3 separate regions of the Sus scrofa genome follow, and regions 2 and 3 are each linked to region 1. Evidence: chromatin contacts called from public HiChIP or PLAC-seq data. All regions are on one chromosome and are shown on one strand. The core of a region is the stretch at or near the end of the contact, and the rest is flanking DNA. Distances in the headings are between cores, read along the strand shown.

What was found. HiChIP or PLAC-seq counts read pairs in DNA pulled down with a chosen protein or histone mark.
Region 2: a contact with region 1 is called in an H3K27ac HiChIP or PLAC-seq map of alveolar macrophages. The contact joins the enhancer-like site here to the promoter of PAN2 in region 1. A contact is called at or near these places in 3 of 5 promoter capture datasets (fetal liver, fetal skeletal muscle and liver), 8 of 47 Hi-C or Micro-C datasets (embryonic fibroblasts, epiblast stem cells, fibroblasts and 3 more) and 2 of 2 datasets of contacts at active chromatin or transcription factors (alveolar macrophages and skeletal muscle).
Region 3: a contact with region 1 is called in an H3K27ac HiChIP or PLAC-seq map of alveolar macrophages. The contact joins the promoter of MYL6B here to the promoter of PAN2 in region 1. A contact is called at or near these places in 1 of 5 promoter capture datasets (liver) and 1 of 2 datasets of contacts at active chromatin or transcription factors (alveolar macrophages).

The regions. Positions count from the first base shown.
Region 1 is chr5:21,728,249-21,732,372 of Sscrofa11.1, reverse strand. PAN2 (PAB-dependent poly(A)-specific ribonuclease subunit PAN2) reads left to right here and starts at 1,845. Exons shown (of 20, transcript XR_002344302.1): 1 at 1,845-1,859.
Region 2 is chr5:21,929,592-21,933,715 of Sscrofa11.1, reverse strand. RBMS2 (RNA-binding motif, single-stranded-interacting protein 2) reads right to left here. Exons shown (of 17, transcript XM_021092894.1): 17 at 187-4,124. BAZ2A (bromodomain adjacent to zinc finger domain protein 2A) reads left to right here. Exons shown (of 29, transcript XM_001927752.7): 29 at 1-1,189. Among named protein-coding and RNA genes, the nearest start is that of BAZ2A, 51 kb to the left of the region's middle. Within about 2 kb of position 1,890, at least 12 of the 83 cell types and tissues checked have an H3K27ac peak or open chromatin away from gene starts, as enhancers often do. A contact at or near this core is called in alveolar macrophages, where this site is marked.
Region 3 is chr5:21,552,461-21,556,584 of Sscrofa11.1, reverse strand. It overlaps MYL6B (myosin light chain 6B), which reads right to left and starts at 2,234. Exons shown (of 8, transcript XM_003126266.3): 1 at 1,843-2,234; 2 at 257-524. The coding sequence starts at 478. LOC106507496 (a long non-coding RNA gene) reads left to right here and starts at 2,119. Exons shown (of 5, transcript XR_002344288.1): 1 at 2,119-2,588.

The DNA of each region.
Region 1 (4,124 bases), core at 596-3,095:
GTCCCTGTGGAGTCTCTGTCACTTCTTGCTCTGAGCCTGTTCTGCGCACCTCTGGTTTGGATCCCTCTGTTGTTCACCGAGTTTCTGAGCTGCTTCCTGTAGATTTTCTCTTGTCTCTGAGTCTCTTTTTAAGGTCCCTGCATCGTAAAACCCGCCCTTTATACTAGCAGGTGACTCACAGCAGGTGGGATTCCCCTCCCTGCATCATCCCCCTCCGTGGAGAGCCCAGGTAAGCAGCCTCAGTTCCAGGGGAAATGAATCGTGTGGTTGCTGTGGCTGGAGGCCTGGGATGGGACTTGTGTGTAATGCTCTCCAGGAATCAAAGTGGCTGTGGAAAAGGGTAGGGGTGGGTGTAACAAATATTTAAATGAATCTAGTCTTAAGTTCCTTCCTGTTTAACCTTTCCCACATCTTTTTGCCTCCAGAGCGATATCTTCCCTCCCTTCAAAACTAATTTCCTCATCTCCTCCTGCCTGAGTAAAAACCAAAACAGAAGCATGCGTTCATCTCTTAATAGGATGGTTAGCTGAGTTTGGAATGAAGTTTGGTCCCCACCTGATGCCCTCAATCTAAGAATAAGGGGGCTTTTTCTTCTCTATTGGGAACATTTTGATTTCCACTGGGAGAGAATGGATATGAAAGCACTTTGTGAACTATGAAGCCACATAAGTTCAGTATAAGGTATTATTTTTCCCTCACCTCAGGCCTCACTTTGGAGGATAGGAGGGCTATGGGAGGGCGAGAGCTGTTGCTAAGAACCATCTGACTGCTCAACTTTAGTGGCCCAAATTTCATGGGCTCTGTGGAATTCAGGTGATTTGGGGCGGGGGCGTGGGGGGGGCAGTATAAGCCAAGGCTAGAAATCCAACTGTCATTCCAATACCCAGCCCCTTCCCCGTGGCTAGAAGTCCAGGAGTTCTGGGTGGTTGAAGGTGCACAATGTCAGTGACCCCGGCTCAGTCCTTCAGCCTGTTGCATCCGTGGGTAAAATCCACTGATACTGATTTCATCACCATCCCTGATGCAACATTAAGTGAAACAGCTGAGACTGTGAGGTTGGGCGTGGGTGTGGAGGGTGGTCCAAATCTGGGACTGCCCCAACCCCAGTGGAGGGTCCCAGGACAATTTGGACGTCAGAATGAGGCCATGGATGACCACACAGATAGCTCCCAAAGCCTTCCCAACAGCTTGATCCTTTTTCTCTGAAAAACTTACACTTGACAGAGGTCTCCCTTCCCTTAGGACTATTCAGAACTGCCCAATGAAATTACAGATTCAAATATGACTCTGTGGTAAATCCATCCTTTAGGTAAAACATTTCCAGCATCAGAGAGATTACCTCAGTTTGAAGGAGAAATGGTTTGCCTTTCTTTACATCGGTGGATACACATGGAATAAGGAAATTGAGGTTGGGTGGGGGTAGGAGAGCTCACCTCAGGTTTGTATAATGTGTCCCATGCTTTTCCCACCTCTGGTTCCCATTCTGGGAGCCCTTTAGGATAGGAGATGGAAGGTGAAAAGGAGGAGGAGGAAGTGGAGCCCTGGGGGATGGGATGAGAGGGACAAGGGTGAGTTGGAGGCACGGGGCTTTGTTTCACTTCCTGGTGCTTCGGGAGTTGGATAGGAAGCAAGGTTGGCGGGGCAATTGTGGGACTGTTCTGTAACAGGAACTACTTCCAGGACTAGATCTGACCTGGAGCTGCAAGGAGCCCTTGACGTCAGCAGGACCTCAACCGTTATGCAAACTACATTGACAAGACACTCCCAAGCAGGCCTTTCCAGTTGGATCCCCAGATGCCAAATCCAGTTGAAGTTTCCCCAATTGGTTAATAATGACGGCTTATCTCACTTTAAGCCAGGTACTTGATTTAAGCACTTTTCATGTATTAAAATCATTTATTTCCCATAACCCAACAAGGTATTATTATCCCCATATTACAGATGAGGAAACTGAGGTGCAGAGGTAAGTAACTTGCCTAAGACCACAGAATGGTCCTCCAACTAACTGGACAGAATTACAGTGCAGACTTCAGGTCCTGCATTCTCAGTTGTTCCATTCTAATGGACACTGTGAAGCAGACACTGAACACCCTAAAAAAAGTAGCTCATTTCTTTATTTAGTCTTTTTAGGGCCACACACATGGCATATGGAACTTCCTGGGCTAGGGGTTGAATCTGAGCTGCAGTTGCCAGCCTACACCACTGCCATAGCAACACCAGATCCAAGCTTTGTCTATGACCTGCACCACAGCTGGAGGCAACGCTGGATCTTTAACACTCTGAATGGGGCCAGGGATTGAAACTGCATCCTCATGGATACTCGTCCTGTTCATTTCCACTGAACCGCAATGGGAACTACTAAAGTAGACCATTTAACTCAGGTGTCTCTGGTACCTCAGGCCCTGTAATTCTCATTGTGAAGTTTCTCCTAATTTTTTTTTTTTTAAGGGCCACACCTGCGGCATATGGAAGTTCCCATGTTCCCAGACTAGGCGTCGAATCAGAGCTGTAGTTGCCAGCCTACGCCACAGCCACAGCAACGTAGGATCTGAGCCGTGTCTACAACCTACATCACAGCTCACGGCAATGCCAGATCCCCAACTCACTGAGCGAGGACAGGGAACAAACCTGCATCCTCATGGATACTAGCTGGATTCGTTTCCACTGTGCCGCAACAGGAACCCCCAAGTTTCTCTTAATTTGAGACTTCAATATGTAAATTTCTCAACCGTAAAAAACTGTCCCTGTTTCTCAGCACTCATCTTTTTTGCAAGATTTTATTTTTTTAAGGCCACACGTGTGGCATATGGAAGTTCCCAGGATAGGTTTCAAGTCAGAGCTGCAGCTGCTGGCCTATGCCATAGCCACCGTAATGCAGGTCTGTGACCTACACCACAGCTCACAGCAACATCGGACACTTAACCCACTGACTGAGGCCAGGGATCGAACCCACATCCTAATGGTTACTAGACGGGTTCATTACCATTGAGCCATAACAGGAACTCCTTTGTAAGATGTTAAATCTAGGGACCCTCTCTGAGTTAAGGTGTTTTTCTCTGAGGTCTATGACATCTGACTAAGTCTAAGACCCCTTCCTTACAGAATCCTGGAAGTCTAAATTCTTGGGTGATTTTATGAAGGTCTACTTGTCTTGAGAGAGAGAAAGAGTATTTATTTATTTATTTATTTTTGTCTTTTGTCTTTTTTGTTGTTGTTGCTATTTCTTGGTTCTTGGGCCGCTCCCGAGGCATATGGAGGTTCCCAGGCTAGGGGTTGAATCGGAGCTGTAGCCACCGGCCTACGCCAGAGCCACAGCAACGCGGGATCCGAGCCGCGTCTGCAACCTACACCACAGCTCACGGCAACGCCGGATCATTAACCCGCTGAGCAAGGGCAGGGACCGAACCCACAACCTCATGGTTCCTAGGCGGATTCGTTAACCACTGCGCCACGACGGGAACTCCGAGAAAGAGTATTTAAAACTCTATGAGGGGAGTTCCCGTCTCGGCTCAGTGGTTAATTAATCTGACTAGGAACCATGAGGTTGCGGGTTCGATCCCTGGCCTTGCTCAGTGGATTAAGGATCCAGCATTGCCGTGAGCTGTGGTGTAGGCCAGCAGCTGTAGCTCCGATTAGACCTCTAGCCCAGGAACCTCCATACTCCGCAGGAGTGGCCCTAGAAAAGGCAAAAAGACAAAAAAAAACAAAAAACAAACAAAAAACCTCTATGAGGAATTCCTTCTACTAAAGAGACCGTCTAACATGGCCTTTCGAAAATGAGCTAAAGTACTCCAAAGACATCTAACCACCTGGATCTATTCCAAAGCAGTTCAAACTCTGAGTTAGACACCAAGAATCCCTCAGAGTAAGTGTTGACGCTAAATATGTAAGAGTTTGAAAGGCAAAAGTCTCAGTTTGCGGTGATCTGCCCCTCTGAGGAATAATGTCCAGCTCCATGAGTTAGGGGAATTTGATAGCTGAGGGGTCCTGTTCCTTGGAAATATTTCCAGGGCCTCTGGGAAGGGAATAATCACAGATGGGAGTTTCAGGTGGTTGCCTTAGAATCGCAGAAGATGCGGCTACTTGGACCGCGTAAAGAGGCTGCCTCCTGCTTCCTTTTTTCT
Region 2 (4,124 bases), core at 641-3,140, 200 kb before region 1:
GGCATACAAGGCAGAATTTCTGCTTATGTGGATTGAACAGGTGCTCCTGGCCAAGGTGTTAGAACAAGGAATTCAAGCATGCCCAATAACCTGCCCTGTGAGACGTGGCTGTGGCTTCCTGTGTTCTCACTGTAGCAGATATATGTGCCCATCACCACTTTCCACCCAGGATAAGACACCAGGAGGTAGACTTTCGTGTTTTATTTCAGAGTAAAAGTTGAAAGAAGATAAAGCTATACCAAATTGTAGGCAAAGAACATGAGAATACCAAGAGTCAGAAAAAGAACAATGGGTGGCATTGGCATAGACATGGCAGGAGTTGTAAAACTAGTAAACTCTGGATAAAGGAACACAAACTACAAAATGTGCGTTTGAGTCTAAATCAAACTTGCTGTCCAAGGTAGTAAGTGCATGCGAGAGAGCAGTCAAAAAAAGGTGTGTGTTGGGATGTGGGCATCAGTAATTGAGGGAGAACTTTCTTTACTTAGGCTAGGAAAGCTTATCACCCTCCAGACTGGAGGTTTTGTTTGGTGACAAATTAAACTAATGAATAGGTGGAGAAGGAACATCTCTGCTTTCAGCCCTGAGTGCATGCTTACCTTCTCAGCAGAATGACAGCCACTAACTGGCCAACTCTCTCAGCCTCTCAGGTTCTGAGCTCTGCTCCAGTGTCATTGTTCCTGGGGGTGCCTTCCAAGCATTAGTTAATATCCTAGGTAGTTATTACTTGGGCTACCCTACCCCCTGGCCTACCACAGCAAAACCTAACTGAAGAGTCTACACTATTCTGGAGTGATAAATGAGGTAAAAATCTCGTAAGATATTTCAGAAGTAGAAATAACCAAAAGAGGAGTCCCTGTCGTGGCACAGCATAAACAGTCCAACTAGGTGAGGTTGCGGGCTCCATCCCTGGCCTCGCTCAGTGGGCATTACCATGAGCTGTGGTGTAGTCGCAGACGTGGCTTGGATCTGGCGTTGCTGTGGCTCTGGCGTAGGCCAGCAGCTGTAGCTCCAATTAGACCCCTAGCCTGGGAACCTCCATACGCCATGGGTGCAGCCCTAAAAAGACAAAAAGCCAAAAAAAAAAAAAAAAGACTGACAAAGTTAATGGAATAAAAAATTATTTAATCTTAAATGCACTCATGAAATAGGGCATGGGTTTGTAGCAGTGATTAAAAAAAAAAAAAAAGAAATAACCAAAAGAGTTTTTACATTTGACTATGAGCCCTTTCTAGCCCCCAGCTTCCTAACCTTCATGAAGGGAAAAACAGAGTAAAGGAAGGAAAGAGTAAACCAGGTGCTTGTGCCCTTGTTGAACTGTAACACTGTGAGGTAGATCTGTAACAAGGACAAGGAAGATCTGGGGATGTGTCTGGAGAATGAAGGTTTATTCAAAATGGAAGTGGATAGGCCAGAGAGAAGGAGCAGTGCTAAGTGGGGTGAGACGGCACCTAGCTTTCTCATTACTATAGTTGGGGACCACCCCTAGGGAGGTACAGCATTGAGCAAAGGTGGGAATGGTGATAGAGCTCACAGGCCTGTCTCAGTTGCTGCAGGAAGACCATTCTACAAAAGGAGTGGGTAAGCTGAGTAAACCTGAGGGTTCAACTAATGCTTGGAAGGGCCTAAAGGTAGTAGCACAGAAATGGAGTAGTTAGTTTAAGAGGGAATGAGGAAGGATTAGTGTGATAAGGCACAAGATTTAAGAGCTAGTCCTTACAGACTGACTTTCATAATAACCCACCCTCTCTGAGCCGATCTAGCAAGTCTGGGGACAGGTTTAGTTAGACCTGGTCTCCCAGGCAAGTTTACTGCTCTAGGCAGAGAAGGTCAAAGCAGCCCTCTCATAAATGCAATGCTGCTGCTCTCCCAGAAGGTGGGGCAAGTGCACAAGAGAGCAGATTTCCGCCCCCTCATAGATTCTACTGTCGGGATCCCTGGATCATTCTATTCCAGGAAGGGTTCTCACTGCGCCTTTTTGGAGTGGGCCCCCAAAAGGATGACACTCAAGTGGCAGAGAATGAGCACTGCAGACACTGAAGGGCCGAATGAGCTCAGTGATGAGTCAGGAAAGGAAGAATGGAACTGGGCTGAGGTGGCCCAATGTGAGGGAGGTTGGTAGGGCAGCAAAGGCTAGTCGTCACCCTCAGTGCAAGCAATGTCCCCTGCGAACCCCATCTGTTACTGACAAGGGCTATTTATTACTTCTTCAGAGGCACCAGGCTTCCTAGTCTGGGTGTCTCCAAATTCTTTGGTTAAAAACACTCTTTAAAAACAACATGTCTCCCCATCATCATTTCCACATCTTCCCTAACCTCGACCTACATCCTCTTCCAAAAAGTCTAATTAGCCTCAGGGTTGAGTGTCATCTCAGAGTTGAGAAGGGAACAGTAATAGCACTAGTATGAGATGGGACAAACAGGCTCTGAGCCTAGTAAAGGAATACATCATCTGAGAGAGGGATTCTGATACGTTCTATTTGACTGAAAATAGAAAAACACAAAGTACTAGAATATTTTAAGACTGTTGTGAGCATCTGTAATGAGTGGGGGTGAAATGTGAAGTACAGAGAGGGTATGACCTGGGCTCCAAGAAGACAGAGCTTATGATGTTGCGGGGGTGGGGTGGGTGGATTTTTGGCTGCATCTGTGGCATGAAAAGATTCCCAGGCCAGGGATCAAACCTGTGCCTCAGTTGCAACAGCTGTGGCAATGCTGACTCCTTAACCTGCTATTACCAAGTGGGTACTTCACAGCCATAGTGCTTAAAGAGCCCAGCTCTAGGCTGTGAGCTTGAAGGCTACTCTCCACAATTACTCTTCCACCATTGCACTATTTCATGAGAAAAAAAATATCCCTCATTCCTCCTCTCCTTTCTCCAATCACTCACCCATGTTAAGAATTGTTAAAAATGAACTTAAAGGAAGCTCCCTTGTGGCAGAGTGGGTTAAGGGTTTGGTGGTGTCACTGCTGTGGTGCAAGTTCGATCCCTGGCCTGGGAACTTCCACATGCCATGGGTGCACCCAAAAAAAAAAAAGAACAACTAGGGAAAAAATATCATGAGTGTATCCCCAAAATACCCAAATGAAATTCCACGATGCCATGAACCACTTCAAAAATAACTCCAGGCTCTCCATCATTTCCCATGCCCAAGCCTGCCCAAACCAGAACTCCTAACAGAATCCATTATGCAGATTCACATGAAGAGAACACACAAAAAGTAACTTTGGAATTGTAAAACAAAGAAAACCACAGCCATATAAACATTTAAATATGGAGAAAGTAGACAGAACTAGGAATTCTGGAAGGCAGAGGAGGGGCAGCAGTGATATGAACAGTTTCTACACATGAAAGGCCCTAATTTCACTAAACCTAGCAAAGCAAGGCTTCCCCAAACTACTATGGATTAAGTTACTAGGATTCTAGATTCTTCTCCTTTTCTTCAAGGCCACTGCAAGAAATCTATGGGCTTCACTAAGGGCTAGAGACAGCTCAGAAACAAGAGCTACCTGCCCAGACAAACCCTTCTAGAAGGTTACTGGGCATGGGGCTGTTTGACATTAGGGAAATCCTGAGATTGGAAGTACCCATGAGAAAATTAATAGCGGCAATTTTGTCCTTTACACTTTTTGTCCTACATATTGTTCCCAAGCCCTGCCCCAGGGATGTACAAAAGGACACTTGAGGCACAGGGACTCTCAACTCTGGGGTGGGTGGAGGGAAGGGAAAGTGGGGCCCAAGCTCAATGTACAACTGATACCACAGCTTCTTCCCACCCAGCATCATCGCCCTCTCCCTACAGCCGGCCTCATGGAAGGCCCTGGTGCTCTGTACTCCATCACCCAGCTTTCTGTCTGACTGACTGGAGGAAAGGCACCTGACCTTGAAGTGAAGGGGAGCAGAACCCTCCTTTCAGTATAGAAGGAATGACTGGGAAGAGACGGCACAAGATCTTATTTTCTAGAAGATGGGCACAAGTTTCCTCCTACCTGTCTCCATGTGCAGAGTCAGGTCTTGGAGGCGACGGAGTTAAAGAGCAAAACAGAGCCTTTTTGGGGGAAGGACTCCTGACCATGTAGATAGTGAAAAGGGATTTATGGACCTTTTCTATCCTAGCTCCCTGG
Region 3 (4,124 bases), core at 985-3,484, 180 kb after region 1:
GCCTCCAGCAGGAGGGTCAGTGAGAATGTGTGTGTATATACGTACACAGAACGTGTTATAGATTAGAGGAAGAGCTCAACAAAGACAATAGCAGAGTCATGACCCTGAATCCTTCCAAATAGGGGACGAAGGGAAACCCCCGCTATCATCCAGTGCTTACTGATTCCCTACCTTCTAGATACCCCCTAGTCCTCTAGGCTGAATCCCACCCTTTACCACTCCCTCCAAATTCTTTTCTCACTTTCCAGGGACTCACCACCACTTTGGAGAGATCGACGGGGGGCTCCTGGATCTTCGCAGAGGCTGAAGGGACAGCTGGTGCTGGTGCTGGTGCTGGTGCTGGCGCTGACGCTGACGCTGGTGGTGGCTTGGCTGGAGGGGCCCCTGCTGCTGGCTTGGCAGCAGGCGCAGCAGGCTTGGGGTTAGGGGGCCCCACTGGTTTCTTCACGGGAACGGGAACATCCTTCTTGGGAGGCATGATGTCCGGTGGCCAAAGGACAGTGTGCCGATGGGGGCACCCATCTCTGTTTAAATAGCCAGGGAGTCTGGGATGTCAAGGGGCGGGGGCAGGGGCAGGGAGCCAGTTGGCGATGGGGAGGGTGAGATAGAGGAGAGATATGCTGGCCTGCCCTCACTCCCCTGGCCTCCTATGGTTCAGGACTCCTGCCCCAAGGTCTTCTCCCTTCTGTCCACCTGGCCCCAAATGCTGACCAGAACAATGGCCCCTTTGGGGGCAGGGGGAGGAAGCCAGAGACTGCCCAGAATGGGGGAGTTAACCTCCGGGGTGAGGATAGGATGCTTGCCAGTGACAAACAGTAAAATAGGGGTGAGGCAAAGAAGGAGATCCAGGCATTCAATGCCCTCAACCCTCTGACTCAGAAGAGCCCTTTTTCCTAGCAGCTTTAGACTCTTGAAGGCTGAAGCAGGGATGGGGGCCTTGTGAACTGTGATTGTTAAAGTGGGGTCTGGGAGTAGTGAAAGGTGAAAAAAACAAGCAGACTCTCTGCTCCTCTCTGACCATGGATGAGAAGCAGGGATAGTGGATCCCACAGCTTCATAATCCTGAATACTGTAATTCTCTAACCCTCTTCCTGCCAGCCCAGAACTGGAACTGTGTACAAAATAGAGACAGAATAGTAAGAGAAGAGTGTGACCTCCCCCTCCGATTGTTCCTGTACCCAGTGTTAAACGTTTAAGGAGCGGGGATGCGGGCAAGGACAGTTTAACACCCACCATCCATACTCCCAAGGAAGGAACACTTGTCCACAAACCTATGGTCATTCAGGTCAGACACAAGTAGGGTGTCTGAACCTGCAGGGGCTCCTTGCACCTGGGGGGAAGGGCAGGCTCTGAGAGGCAAAGGGCTTAATTTCTAAAATCTCTAATCCAAAAGGACGTGGGAGGCCCTTTGGCCTCCATGAGTACTCATTCCCAACCAGAGGGATAATAAAACCTCCAGACTAGGTTGCCAGATTACAAACCTTGCTGGGAGCGCTGGGGTAGAGTCGAAGTCCGGGCATATGGGGTGGGGGGGGGGGCGTCACTGGCTAGTTTTGTTCTGGGGTTAAAGAAAGAGACGATTTAAACAGCATTCCGAGGAAGATAAGAGTGATCCCACTTAGGTCCTGGGGTTCAGAGAGTTGATGCTGGGTCTCCCACTCCAAAAAAGTCTCTGAATCTCATTACTGCCAATTGCCTCATTTTAGGAAAATAAGCACATCACTCTCTCTCTCTCTCTCTCTCTCTCTCACACACACACACCACACACACACACACTCACATACACACACCCTAAATATTAAATAAAGGAAAGAGTCCCTCCCCAAAGCCCCAAAAACTCACCCTGAGGGGTCCAGGTAAGAGGAGGAGGCGGGGCGAAGGGCAGCCGCAGTCCCTGAAGGGTTAATTTCGCCAGCCACCGAGCATGCCGGGAATCGTAGTCCTCGCGCGCGCCCGGAGGCTCACGGGAAACTCCGCTTAACTACGTAAGGGGGGCGGTGTTAGTGCGGTGGCTTCCGGCCCGAAGCGGCGGTTGGTGACTCAGTATGTTTGGGGCGCGTTTCTTATCCCGGAAAAAGTACTTTTCACTGACTCTCAAAACGTGCGCGGCCCTTCAGAATATCTCCCTTGTTTGGCCCTGAGTTCACTGTTTAGTGTGGGCGGAGCTGTTTTCCTGAGTTCGCTGTGAGAACGCGGAAGCAGCGGAAGGGTTGTAGCTGCCCCAGGCTCAGATAGAAGGTCAGGTAGCTCAGGAAGCACTTAACGGCCCCGGGCCGAGTGGTTAGGTCAGTTTAGCTTCCTGTTGCAGTTCGGTAGAAAATAGAGGCCATTGAGTGGCTGTATGACTTGGAACAGTAAAGTTGTTTGTTTGAAGTGAACTGGTAGTTGAAGTAAACGTTAAAATTTGGAATTAAGCCGGCTAACCTGCCGCAGTCCGAGTTGAAGTTTCTCCATTCTGCGGCCGCGTATGCATCAGGCACCCTTTCTGTTCTTCACAGGTCTCTTTGGAGTGGAGGCCTGCGTTCTCCAGCTCTTGACTCTGAGACATCTCTGCCCAGCATTGGACATCTCTTTCCCGTGGATGGCTGGTTGTTTTTTAGATTTTTTTTTTTTTTAATGGTCGCACCTGTGGCACATTGAAGTTCCCAGGCGAGGGGGGGGGGTCCAATTGGACCTACAGCTGAGGCCTGTTCCACAGCCAGGGCAACAGGGATCCGAGCTGCATCTGCTACCTACATCACCTGTGGCAAAACTGGATCCTTAACTCACTGAGTGAGCCCAGAGATTGAACCTGCCTCCTCACAGAGGTAGCGTCGTGTCCTTAACCTGCTGAGCCACAGAGGGAACTCCTTGTTTGTGTTTAATTGAGGTATGGTTGGTACAGAATATTCTGTTTCAGGTAGGTTGTATGTACTCCATTAATAGTTATAAATATTGGTTATATTCTCTGTGTTGTACATCCCCCAAGATGCTTTTGAAAGGTCTCCTTTGGGCTGGTAAGGAACCAGCCCAGCCCCACTGATCTACTACTAGATGGAAGAGTAAATGCCCTGAAGGTGCATACCATGCTGGAGATTGGGGCTTGCACGGGCTTGCTTGCAGGCAGTGGGTGGGAGTAGAAAGCCCACAAGAGGTCAGAAGAGTGAGGCATAAATGAACTTAATGGGCAGTGCAGAATTGATGTTGGCTGGTTGGGGAAGGCTTTTTGGAAGAGTAGAAATGGATTGTATAATAAAAACAATAACCGATGAGGAGGTGGAGGGTGTTAGCAACCATTTCTGAAGGTCTCCACAGAGCAGGTACTGCATGAACCATAGAGGGTGCTAAAGAGTGTGGATTCAGACTAGCCTGCTTAAATGTGATGTTTTATTTGCTATTGTTTTGAGTTCTTTTTCAGGCTACTTAATTTTTGTTTGTTTGTTTGTTTTGTTTTTTTTCTAGGCCACATCTGCATCATATGGAGGTTCCCAGGCTAGGGGTGGAATCGGAGCTCCAGCTGCCGGCCTACACCGCAGCTACAGCAGCTCGGGGTCTGAGCTTTGTCTGTGACCTACACTGCAGCTCATGGCAACCCCGGATCCCCACCCACTGAGTGAGGCCAGGGATCGAATGCACATCCTCATGGATACTGGTCGGGTTCATTTCCACTTAAACACAACGGGAACTCCCAGCCTACTTAAATTTGAATCTAGGGTCTTCAAGGTACTTACCTCCAGCAAGTTTATATATCTTACTGTGCCTAAGTTCCTTCATCTATAAAATAATAGTAATACCTATCCTGTAGGTAGTGGGTACCTACAGTGCTGTTGGGAGTATTCAGTGTGTTAATCTTTATAAAACACGATGGGTTTAGCATATGGAGTTCCCATCATGGCTCAGCAGAAACAAGTCTGACGAGCATCCCTGAGAACACAGGGTAACCCCTAGCCTCGCTCAGTGGATTAAGGATCCAGCGTTATCGTGAGCTGTGGTATATATAAGTCAAGACTTGGATCCAGTGTTGCTTCAACCTCTAGCCTGGGAACCTCCATATTGCTGTGGGTGTGGCCCTAAAAAGACAAGAACAAACACCCCAGAGGAGTTCCCGTTGGGGCAAGTGGTTAACGAATCCGACTAGGAACCAT